2 separate regions of the Gasterosteus aculeatus genome follow, and region 2 is linked to region 1. A link is a contact called in public Hi-C data. All regions are on one chromosome and are shown on one strand. The core of a region is the stretch at or near the end of the contact, and the rest is flanking DNA. Distances in the headings are between cores, read along the strand shown.

Region 1 (5,675 bases), core at 2,412-4,911:
AATCGGAACGACCAGTCAAAGGACATGTGCTGTAGACTGTTTATGGTTATAACCCATTTATACATTGTCTGATTTTACAATGCCTATTTGAATATTGTAGGCCTAAACTTTGGATGACCTTTTCTTTATTTGAAGATTATTTGTGAAACCTTTTCTATTGTAATTAAGTTTGGCGCCCTAAACCGGTTGCCTAAAAGACTGTACTGCATACAATAGAAGCTCCTTGTGGTCACACTCAACCTCAAAATGCTCACATATTGTGACAGAAGGTCTGTATAAGTTTTCATGATAGTCAGAGTGACTCAATCTCTTATAAACCAATTTTAACATTATGACAAACAGAGGCTGAGACCCTGCTCGGCAAAGCTGTTTATTAACAATTTTATTATTTCAAGAGCATATAAAATATGATCACCCACAAGTGGCACGGAAAATAATGCTTTCATATTGTACTCATATGTCAGCAACTTGTTTTTCATCGCCTGCTGAAATATACTGTAAACCGCTCCATTTATTGGGGAAAATGCTTTGTGCTTTGGTACTAAACAATCTTCTTTTATAAGCCTCGGGTTTGATTACAATAGTATGTGTATGTATGTGAAGACCATTCAGTGCTGGCAAAGATGTAAAAGGCCTAATATAACGAGCTGTTTTTTGCGTGTGTTTTTTTGCGCTGAAGTTGCCAGCCGTTAGGTTGAAGACATTGAGAAACATTCACTAGCCTGGCTGTCGCCAATAGCCATAAACACAATATTGAATGTGTCGTACCCTCCAGCCACTGCCAAGATAACTGCAGAGGGGAACGGTCAGAAATGACGCTCTTTCCAAACATCAACCCATCAACTAGTCCAAGTCTATCGGAAATAAAGATGTAGCCATCAAGCCAACAATGTTTTGACCCGGCTTCTGTTGAGACTCGGCAGCGCTGCGAAACACGAGGGGGGAGAGGTGTGGGGGAGGAGGGGGGGGGGGGGGGGGGGACAGAAGCAGGGAGACAGAGACAGACTGCGCAGCAGACTGAGACAGAAAGATGGGGGCAGAAAGATGGATAGAGGGATAGAGAGGGTGAGCAGGGTGGCAGAATGCCGAGCAGACGGATCCTGGTATGGCAGGAGCTCTGGGCCGGCGTCAGCTGTCCCTTGTAGACCCCCTGGGGCCACCCTGAATTCACACCCAAATACTCACCGCCGCTTTTTTCAAGAGCCACACAAAGTTACTACCCCGCACACTAAACTATAAAAGGAGTAAATGGCTGCAGTTTTCCTGCAATTAAAATATCAAAAAACTAAAATCCTTGACAGATGTACTAACACCGCGCGATACGTAGAATGATTCAGTCCCCTTGTGGTGCACACCTGGGCCTGATTATGTCAATCCAGCCCTGGCCTCCTTACTCAGCCTTGCTCACTGTCGTCCTGTAGCCCATCTCAGCCGGGCCCGGTCCAGGCCGGGCACAGCTGAGGGTGCAGAGCTGAGGAGTAGCGCGTGTCTAAATATGTAGGACGCCGCGTCTATGCGGTGCGTGCTTCAACACAGGCCCTGCGACAACTCCTGCCATGAGGGAGCGTCATGAAGAAGGAGTTTAATTAGGAGCAAGCCTCCAAAGGGGCCACGGAGAAAGACGCAGAGCCAAGCAGGCCTACACAGCTTATTTAGCGGTCTCTGTTCTCTGTAATACGTTTACCTACATCCTGTTCTTCTTGCTTGTATTTTCTCACATATACTGTATTATGGCCCTTTCTTCTCTTCTCTCTCTCGTTACCCATTTTCTCTATCAGGCTCTTTCCTATGAACTGATTTTTATGACTTTGTTGCATTTCCATATGTTCTGTTGGGTTGGACTGTACAGGACATTCGGTTCGAGGTTTAGTCTTCTTTCTACTTCAAAATGAACTGACTGACTGATGTAGTAATTAGCGGTGAAAATGTTTTACTTTTGGGCATCAGAAGCGTTACAATTGCCATGAACTCAAACAATGCTCCATAAAAAATGCTCTGGCTTTTGTGCCAGCAGTGATTTTGTAAGAAATAAAACATTTTTTTTCTTGTTATGAAACAAGAAATTCCACTTACTTTGAAATTGAATAATTAAAAAAATGAGAATTGGGGGAATATTTAGTGAAAAGAATTCTCATCCTATTAGCATATTTCCCAAAAAACTATATTTTCATGCTAGCTCTACATACCCCTCTTCAATATAAGGGCAGCTCAAATGATCATTATTCTCTCTGTCAATGTGACATTCACGTCTCTGATCTTATGTGGTGTTGATGTCACTGAATAAGAGCAGCGGTCCATGAGTTCGTGGCGCAGAGCCATATAACACATAACAAATTCAGTGCACAGATTAAGCAATGAGCTATTAGAGACGGATACATAGGAAGACGATATGGAGGGCTGCGAGGTGGAGAGCGCTAGAGTGAGAGGCCCTTCTATGGCTCTGGGAGCACTGCAACGGATCTGATTGGTTGGTAGGTCGTGTGTCAGCTTTTGGCAACAGGTGTGATGTCTTTAAACAGGTGGGCATAACTGGGACGAGTGGCATACCGTCCTTGTGCCGCTCCTTCAATGTGCTGAGCCCCGATGGAAAGCTTAGCCTCGGCCACATGCTCCAAAGTCATATAACACCCGTGGCCTGCAGCCAATCAACAGCCAAGGCAACCACTTCCCAACCCTACATCAGACCACTAGTTCTGTTGCCCCATATGGGTGTCACCTTTACCCCGGCCCTCGTCCTCCTCTCCCAGCAGTGCCCCCCTGCTATTCTTCCAAGAATGGAAATGAATCTCTCATGCATTCAGCTGGCGGCGGTAGGTGGTAGAAATCTGTGCAAGGGAAGAAAAGTTTTCTTCCTTCTTGCATTCTCATGTGAACAGAAGAAGGCCACCGGTTCAGCTCTTGTCAGTTCGATATGATGCATCGCCGGGGCCAGAGCGAAACTACACCAAAGAAACAGCAAAAGTTTTACATCTCTCGCCTTTGCCAAAAAAGACAGCATGCTAAACCTTTTCGACCCCTTTGTTCTTTTGACTCATCCACCTCTGATGGAGCAAAGAGTGCCTGATTCACTGTGGGCCTGTTAGAAGTCAGATCTCCTGCACCGCCTTGGCTGATTTGTTTGGTGTGATTTCCTGAAGCCTGTCAAAAGATGTGAGGGACGCTTTCAAATTCAGAATTCCAGATATCCACTCTGGGGGCCAAGTGAGGAGAGGAGAGAGAAGAGGAGAGCCAGCAAACGTTGACACGCTTACAGTAGCTGCCTTGCCACGAGACGCCTCAGGATTCAAACGGTTATCTCACACACAAAAGGAGCCCTCTAAGTTCACTAAAACCACACTCGAAACAGGCCTTTGTTGTGCTGACGAGAGAGATGACTGGAGTGTTATTTGTTTTCTAAGCAGGCAGATCGCTCCCTGTCACTTTGGCTGCTGGTTGTGATGGAGGAGCTCGCACACATATCTCTTCTGTGAGGGAAGAAAAACAAATGAGAGGAAGAAGTTCGCTGAGATTAACTTATCTTAGCATCTATCTTCCTCCTTGCTCCTGCTCAGTCTCTCTTGTCTTTTTTTTTTTTCTTGACGCCAGCACCCACTCTCACACACCCACACATACACAGACTCATTCCTCTCTTTCCCCATCCCACACAAAGACACACGCACACCGGCAGACACATACGCACACTACAACATACACAGAGAGAGAGAGAGAGACCCGCGCTCTTGATCAGCATCAAATACAGGGTGTGCTAAAGTAAATTTAATTACGTCTGTCTGATATGGAGCTTCAGATGAAAGTAGGAGAGCGCAGTGTGAAGCGACGACTGCACAGACAGGAGCAGGCCCGTGATATTCCGCCTGTAGACTAATCTCCTTTATTAAAGCCAGGAGGAGAGATGGGGGGGGTGAAAGCAGGCTGGAGAAGAGGAGGGTTGGGGGGACGGAGGAGGGGGGCTTTGATGAGATCTCTAACTGTCAGGTACTGTACTTTTTTGTCTCGTCGGCGCTGTCTTTGTCTCTTTTAAAGACGAATGAACACAGCACCTACCGGTACATGCCTACTTGCTCAAACAAACACACCCTCGTGCTATCACACACGGTAATGTCCTCTGAAACGTATCCCCGTTGTTATGGTTGTCAACAATATCTAAAAAAGGACCGAGGCAGCTCTCTCCCACGTGAGCTCTCTTTGTCTGTGTCTCTCGGAGGGAGAGCGCCGCTGTTCTGCCTGTCTGCTGTTTTCTGGCCGCTTTAATGGGGGCAGGTGGCCATCAGGTGGCCAAAACAGAAACTGCCACTTTGTAGAGCACATATACCGCAGTCATGAACTCAAGTACCTCAACTGCGTTTTAGTTTTATTTCATGAAATACTGATGATTATGGTTATAAAATGTATTTTAAATTTACGGCTTTGCCTTTTCCTGTGTAATTATGTTGTTTCAAGGTCCCGTATTTTGTCATTTGGTGAAGAGCTTGATCAGTTTTTCTGTGACGTTAGTGGAAGTGATTAGGTCCGTTGTGCCACTTCAGTGTTTTGCTGCATTTTTTCTTCTTCAGAAAGCAGCCAGTGTATCCTGGTATCACCCATTTTGATTTAGGTTCAAATGAAGACTGCAAATATTAATAATTCTTCGCAAACGGACAGAATTTTTCATTGTGAAAAAATAAACTCATATGAATAAATCAATTCAGTAGTAAAAGTTTTTATGGATTCTAAAGGGTCTCCATAGTCTATCAGTATTGGTCCCTCCCAAGCTGTTCACTTGGCTCATGTTCCCCGTCCCAAAACCCTTCAACTATATTGTGCAACTGCTGTGTTTGCAGACATTGAGAAAGAAGGGCCTAAACGGCTGTGACAGCCCGGACCCCGACGCAGACGACTCGGTCGGTCACAGCCCCGAGTCCGAGGACAAGTACAGGAAAATAAACGAGGACATTGATCTGATGATCAGCAGACAGAGACTGTGTGTAAGTACCTCTTGTTAATCCCCGAACCTTCATCTCACTTTTATTTCCTCTCTTTCCCCCTTTCTCCCCCCTACGCTTTCTGTCGCTTCGTCCTCGTCTCCTCGTTTTTGGCATCTTCCTGCCACCCATCTATCTGTCCCTTCATGTGTGTCTCCCTTCGTCCGTCTTGGTGGTTGTGGGACCTGGCAGGCATTAAGCAAGAAGGAGAACAAAGGCAGCGAAAGCCCGGAGCTCGAGACTGCTCTCCTCCTCACGCCGAGCACTGAGGAGAAATACAAACAGATTAACGAGGAGTTTGATCACATGATTAAAACTCATAGGATACCTGTAAGTACTGGGTTGACGCTCCGCCGCATCCTCGGCAGGCTAACAAAATGCTGACTTGCCAGTAACTCTTGAGCTAACCCAGCTAACCACCATTGTTTGCCTCTAGAATAAATACAGAAAGTGAGACGGCAGTGAATTGATATTGTATACTTACAGTAAAAAGGATTACAGTTGTTTGATTTTGCTTGATTACAGTTGAGGAACGGTCCTCTAATTTGACACAACGGTGACCATAACTAGCAAGCATTACTTCTGTATGATTGCAGACTTTCTCCCGTGACAAATTTCAACCTTACTGGGTTCCCTCCTCAAACCCGTTACCCACAATGTCTTGCCTGGTTCCCAGGGGAGGTGTGGTCCGGGTGCGCCTTTCCTGCACCAAAA
Region 2 (5,360 bases), core at 202-2,701, 110 kb before region 1:
TTTCTCCAACTCTTCCAAACACCGCCAGGCTCACGTAGACAGACTGAAATATCACTCACTGGCTTTTTATCGCTCCTTTCATCGTGAAATACACATTTATTTTGATCAACATATTTTTTATCCCTCTTGTATGAATGATGGTCATCTGTTGGCTTTCAATCTAAGTTGCTTAATCGTCATTTTTGTCCGCTCTGCCGCATGGACGGACGTTTTCCCTCCGTCGTTCTCTTTTGCTCTTTCTCTCTGTCTCTCTCGCTGTCAAGTGACATCTTTATTAGCGATGAGTCGGAGGAGTGACAAGAAAGAGCGGGGAGTCGGTCTTTCATTACCCCCAGCTACGGAAGTGTCACTCTCTCCATCTATTATTCATATTATCTTTAATTTAACCAGGTAGAAGTGGCCTTGCAGCTTGGCACATACAATGAGTCACTCCGCAAGACAAACATGGACAGGGTGTTTTTCTCTGTTATTATTTGAAGGTGTTCCTAGTGAGGCAATCTGCTTGCTGGCTGTCAGGAGACAATTATATGTTCAGCTCAAGATTCAAGACTTCAAAACTGTAATGATACGAGTGCCATCTGTTAAATATATTGTTTAGTTGCCGCAAAGTCTTCACACTATCAGATAATTGTCAGTTAATAATTTGAATTTGTGAAAGGCTTGATGCAATTGTTTATAATACAACATTTCTTGAGCTTTGTGCTTGAAAAGAGGAAAATGCTAATCATTGCGCTATTAATTACATTGAATGTGATACAATTGTTGTTTTTCTTTTGTTTGTTATTGTGTTTTTTCATTGCAGACATTTCTTAAATTTGCTCAGGGAAAATAAATCTTTAGGGAGTACCACCTTGCCTGCATTAGATAAAAAGATCTAACTGTAAGCATACACCCTTTAATCCAACACACACACACACACACACACACTCAAACCACCCAGAGCACACACATTCACTAAAGCCTTTAGGAGCTCCAACTTCTCAAAGTTGGAATGATAAGAAGAACAAGGAGAGCAGGAAGAATAAGACAAAGGAAGAGGGAGAGAGAGAGAGAGAGAGAGAGAGAGAGCGAGGCAGAGAAAGAGCAAAAAAAAGAAAACATTACATCTGCTAGCCTAGAATTAGAGCGTGAATGTGTTGTCACTCAACTCTGAATGTTGCAAACTCCAGGTTCCCTCAAAAACAGGGACGTCTCCCTCGCCGCCTTTTCCCCCCGAGGGCTGGGTGCGTTTGGGGAGATAATTGACGAGTCCCCTGGCATGCAGCGAGAGAACGAGCACCACACTCAGCGACTCACAGCCAGACAAAGCTTGGCTCACTCGGTGTGTGTGTGCGTGTGTGTGTGTGTGTGTGTGTGTGTGCGTCAAAACAACGGAGTGGAAGAGAGCGTGCGTGTGTCTGTGTGCGTGGATGCGTCTACGTACGCCTACGAGTGTGTTTATCAGAGGAGGAGGAGAATAGTGATTATTCCTTTCTTTGTGTGGCATAATCCATTTCCGCTAAGCTTGAGAGAGCACCGAGGAGTAATGAGAGATGAACCTGAAAGAGCCAGACTCCATGACTACACTTCTGACGAGGGCCTGCGCCCTTCCTTTTTCTTTTCCTCCCTCTCTTTATCTACACCTTCTTCTCTCTTTCCTTCCCTCTGCCTCTCCATCCTTGTGGCTATACGGAACACTTCTGTCTATGACTAACAACTGTTGTTGTGTCTGAGCTTCAACTTCTACGCTGCCTTCTCAAACTATGAAATGCCAATGCCAGATCCGATGTGACAGATTGAATCCCTCCTTTTCTATGCTTTCTTTCATTTCTTCGGCAGAAGAGCAAAGTGGCTGCTAGACTACAGGAATTGTGGGTTATCAAAGGCGTGTACAAGAGGAAACTTTATTGGGAAAGTTCGGTTGAGTTGTGTTAGTAAAAGTTTGATTGGGAATCCCAGTCGTCTGTTCAAGAAGTTCGGCCATCGGTGTCAGTCATTCTGTAGGTTTGAAAGCACGGGTGGCAAAATGTCACGTCTTAATATGCACAATGTTTGTTCATGATCTTTCCCTCTTAAAAGACGAGCCAGAGGAGCGTTGCTGTGCAAACGCATAGTTACCCACTGCTTTCCCCACTCCACAAAAAGTATTTGAAAAACAATATTTGCAAATGTTCGGATTTTAGACATCACTGCTAATTACGGTAAATATCCTGATGGTGGTCGGTTGCTTAATGTCTTTTCTTAGAAATGAAATGACACTAAACAGACAATGACAGTGACAGCAATGAGTTTTCCTCCAAACTATAGAAAATCTTATTAACAGCTCTTAGTTTGAGCTGCTAAACCAAAGCTATAAATACTTCCAACAGGCCAGTCTACTCGTCTGCCTGTTTACTTGGTCAACATTTTGCACAGCTTTCATTTATCATCAAGTTGGTTTATTAATATAGCAGAACTGAATGGAACTCTGATGTTGCAACAAGTCTAATTCATCACACAGTAATTAAAACATTTTTTTATTTTGCTCTGTCAAGTTCCAAGCTGTCTAATCTTCAGGTGCAACAAACCTTCACTAATAAAATATATGTGGCATTTGTATTTAGTTTTTTTTCGGCATTTCATAAATTTGCAAAAATTGTTTTATTGTCTACTCATCAGAGGAGAAGGGAGAATCCAGTCAGACATGACAATAAATAATGACAAAGCGCCAAGTTCCCTAATATTCTTACTGGAACAGTAAAAACTTCCTCAGTTAACAGACTGAGGAAGTTGTCACATCCACATTTGCTCAGAGACATTTACAGTAAGATAAGAATAACAGGCCAACTGACATGAGACGATGTCGCTCCATGTTAATCTTACAAAGACCTTACAATTCACTCACTGAACAATCCTCACGTTGATCAATGATCCTGAATAAGAAATATACTGACATGAACACTTTTATCACCTTTTGTTTTCACTGCACGAAGCTTATGCATGAGGCCAAGTTAACACAGAATACGTGCAAATGCTTGTGTGGTATTGGCTGTGTGATTGTGTGTGTGTGGATGTGAGCTCCAGCATATGTGTGTGTGTGCGTGTGTGTGTGTTTGTTCGATGGAGAATGCATGCCAGATGAAGATTCAGCTGCGAGTGCAGTAGGCTCTCTCACTCAGTCAGTTTGTCCCTGCTGTGTGCGCTCCCACCCAACGCCTCCACTCTCGACCCCCTGTAGAGGCCTCTGATTGCCGTGGAAACCGCACTTAAGGAGAAAATTAGGATTGCCTCCCTCCTAATTTTAAAAGTAAGGCTTAATTGGTTTCATTTATCACGGATGGAAATACAAAATAAATGTCGATTTTTGTAGGTGAGCTTATTTATTTCAAGAGACAAGATGGAAATTAATTCATCAGAGTTTCAGATGACCAATAACGGAGACAAAGCAAAAATGTGTGCACGCTGACCGTGCAGACACACAAACATACATGGACCATGCAGTACTTATCCTCATAGCAACGCCCTCCACGGACCTGGACTAGTGTAGAGGTGGGAAAATGAGTGCTCTGATCCGACCACCCCTTTCACAATCAGGGCTCAAGCCTGTGTGCGCGCTGCAGGTATATTTATCTCTTGTGGCGACCGACCTTACATACATACAGACATGCAGACAGAATTGTGCTGTGAAAACAGCAACATGTTCAGTATGTGGTGTTAGGGTTTCGGAAAGCCCTCGAGGGAGGCCTCACTCCTTTGTTCTCGTCCCGGCCGGAAAACGAAGATACAAAAGAGTCAGCTTGCTTATATTCAAAAATCAAAAAGTATTTAATAACTAAACAACGTTATAAGGAATACAATTACAAAGTGAAATACTAAGCGAACAGTAAAATATTTCGCTGAGCAAGTCTAAAGCGACTTATCAAAGCGGCTGCAGGAAAATTCCAACAGTCCTTTCCCCGCTTTGGTCATTTGAAAACTCTTGAGGTGTGTCTTCTTTGGTGCGTTTGAATGTCATTGGCTTCTCCTTCAAAGTGTCTCCTCCTGGACTGTCCCCTCCACGTCGAGGTGTGAAGCTGCAGCTGTAACCTGAAACCTCACTGTCCTATCTGTCCCTCACACTCCAATGCATTCAATGTAGATATATTTGGCTTTATGCCTCAATGAGTGAATATAACAAAGCACGCATAGTTTAAGTCTTCATCTTCTAACCTTAATTACAACACATCATTAATGATCACCGTTCATCACACTACATCATAAGATCTAAGACAGTTCATGTTGTTCAATTGTCAAGACATTTGCCTTAGTCGGCTGCCTTGCATTAAGTTGTTCATTTACTACCTCACACAAGAAAAAACTTCTTTGGGGAGAAAATTGGGAGAAATCCATAAAGGACGGCAACTAACATCTGTCCCCAGGTTTTAACATCAAATTATGACAGAATGTTAATGTGTACAGTGTTTATATGATTAACATATATAAATTGTGTTTGATTTCAAATTGCATTCACTTCATCTAACATGCTAATGTAATAACTAATATCTAACAACACACAAACTACAATTCTAACACTAAACAGTATTACACGTATTTCCCCCACTAGGTTTGCACTTCTGGCTTAAATCCCTAACAGCGGCTACGTGAACGCATGTCCTCCACGTCCTTTTAGGCATTCCCATTTCAGCTTAACACGACAACACATGTCCATAGAGTCAAACACAACCGACCAGTAGAGAAAAGCACAAACTTTTGGACATGTCTCCACTTCACTTTCTGACATTCCCGGAGCAGGGGTGTACATGGTCCCACCAGAGGGTGACAGAGGTCAGTGGTCACCTTTCTCTCACTGACTGGTTCTGTGTCAAATCACAACCGTACCCCCACCACACTATGTCCTAAGGCCAGGTGAGCGTGCCACTATCCGGCGCAAAGAAATCACTCCAGTCTTGTCTCTGTACACATATGCGCACAGGGGGCAAGCGGCGGGGCTTGAGCGGTTAAAGTTTATTTCTGGATGTATTCATTACACAGTGAAAGGGTTGCAGTTGGGGCTAGGCAATTGTGGCGCCAGCGTGTGATTGTGGCAAGACAGGCTGACCGCCCCCCAAAAAAATGGCTGAGCTAACAGGGACCGGAGAGAGGGCGAGGTTTGCACCCGCGCTCTCTGGCTTTCTGCAAATTTAGTCTCCCCGCCGTCCCCGACGACATGCCTAATGATGATTATTCATCCCACTGAAACTACTACACACTGCAGCACTTTGCTGATGGATGACAAAGAGGCGGAGAGGAGAGAGGAGGTGAGGGATCAGAAATGGAGAATCCGAGTCTCTCTTCTTTTTCATTGAAACTTAAAACAGCCACCAAGCAATCCTGGCAATCACACACTCTCTTCCACAAAGAAA

The links. A called contact is a pair of places that touch in the nucleus more often than the background predicts.
Region 2: a Hi-C map of skeletal muscle shows a contact between it and region 1, with 5 times the contacts expected there. The contact joins two enhancer-like sites. A contact is called at or near these places in 2 of 6 Hi-C or Micro-C datasets (both in skeletal muscle).

Annotation. Positions count from the first base shown.
Region 1 is chr13:12,190,662-12,196,336 of fGasAcu3.hap1.1, reverse strand. It overlaps mef2cb (myocyte enhancer factor 2cb), which reads left to right. Exons shown (of 11, transcript XM_078086783.1): 5 at 4,821-4,964. Among protein-coding and RNA genes, the nearest start is that of LOC120831200, 23 kb to the right of the region's middle. Within about 2 kb of position 3,661, at least 3 of the 9 cell types and tissues checked have open chromatin away from gene starts, as enhancers often do.
Region 2 is chr13:12,294,557-12,299,916 of fGasAcu3.hap1.1, reverse strand. No RefSeq gene overlaps it. Among protein-coding and RNA genes, the nearest start is that of mef2cb, 55 kb to the right of the region's middle. Within about 2 kb of position 1,451, at least 2 of the 9 cell types and tissues checked have open chromatin away from gene starts, as enhancers often do.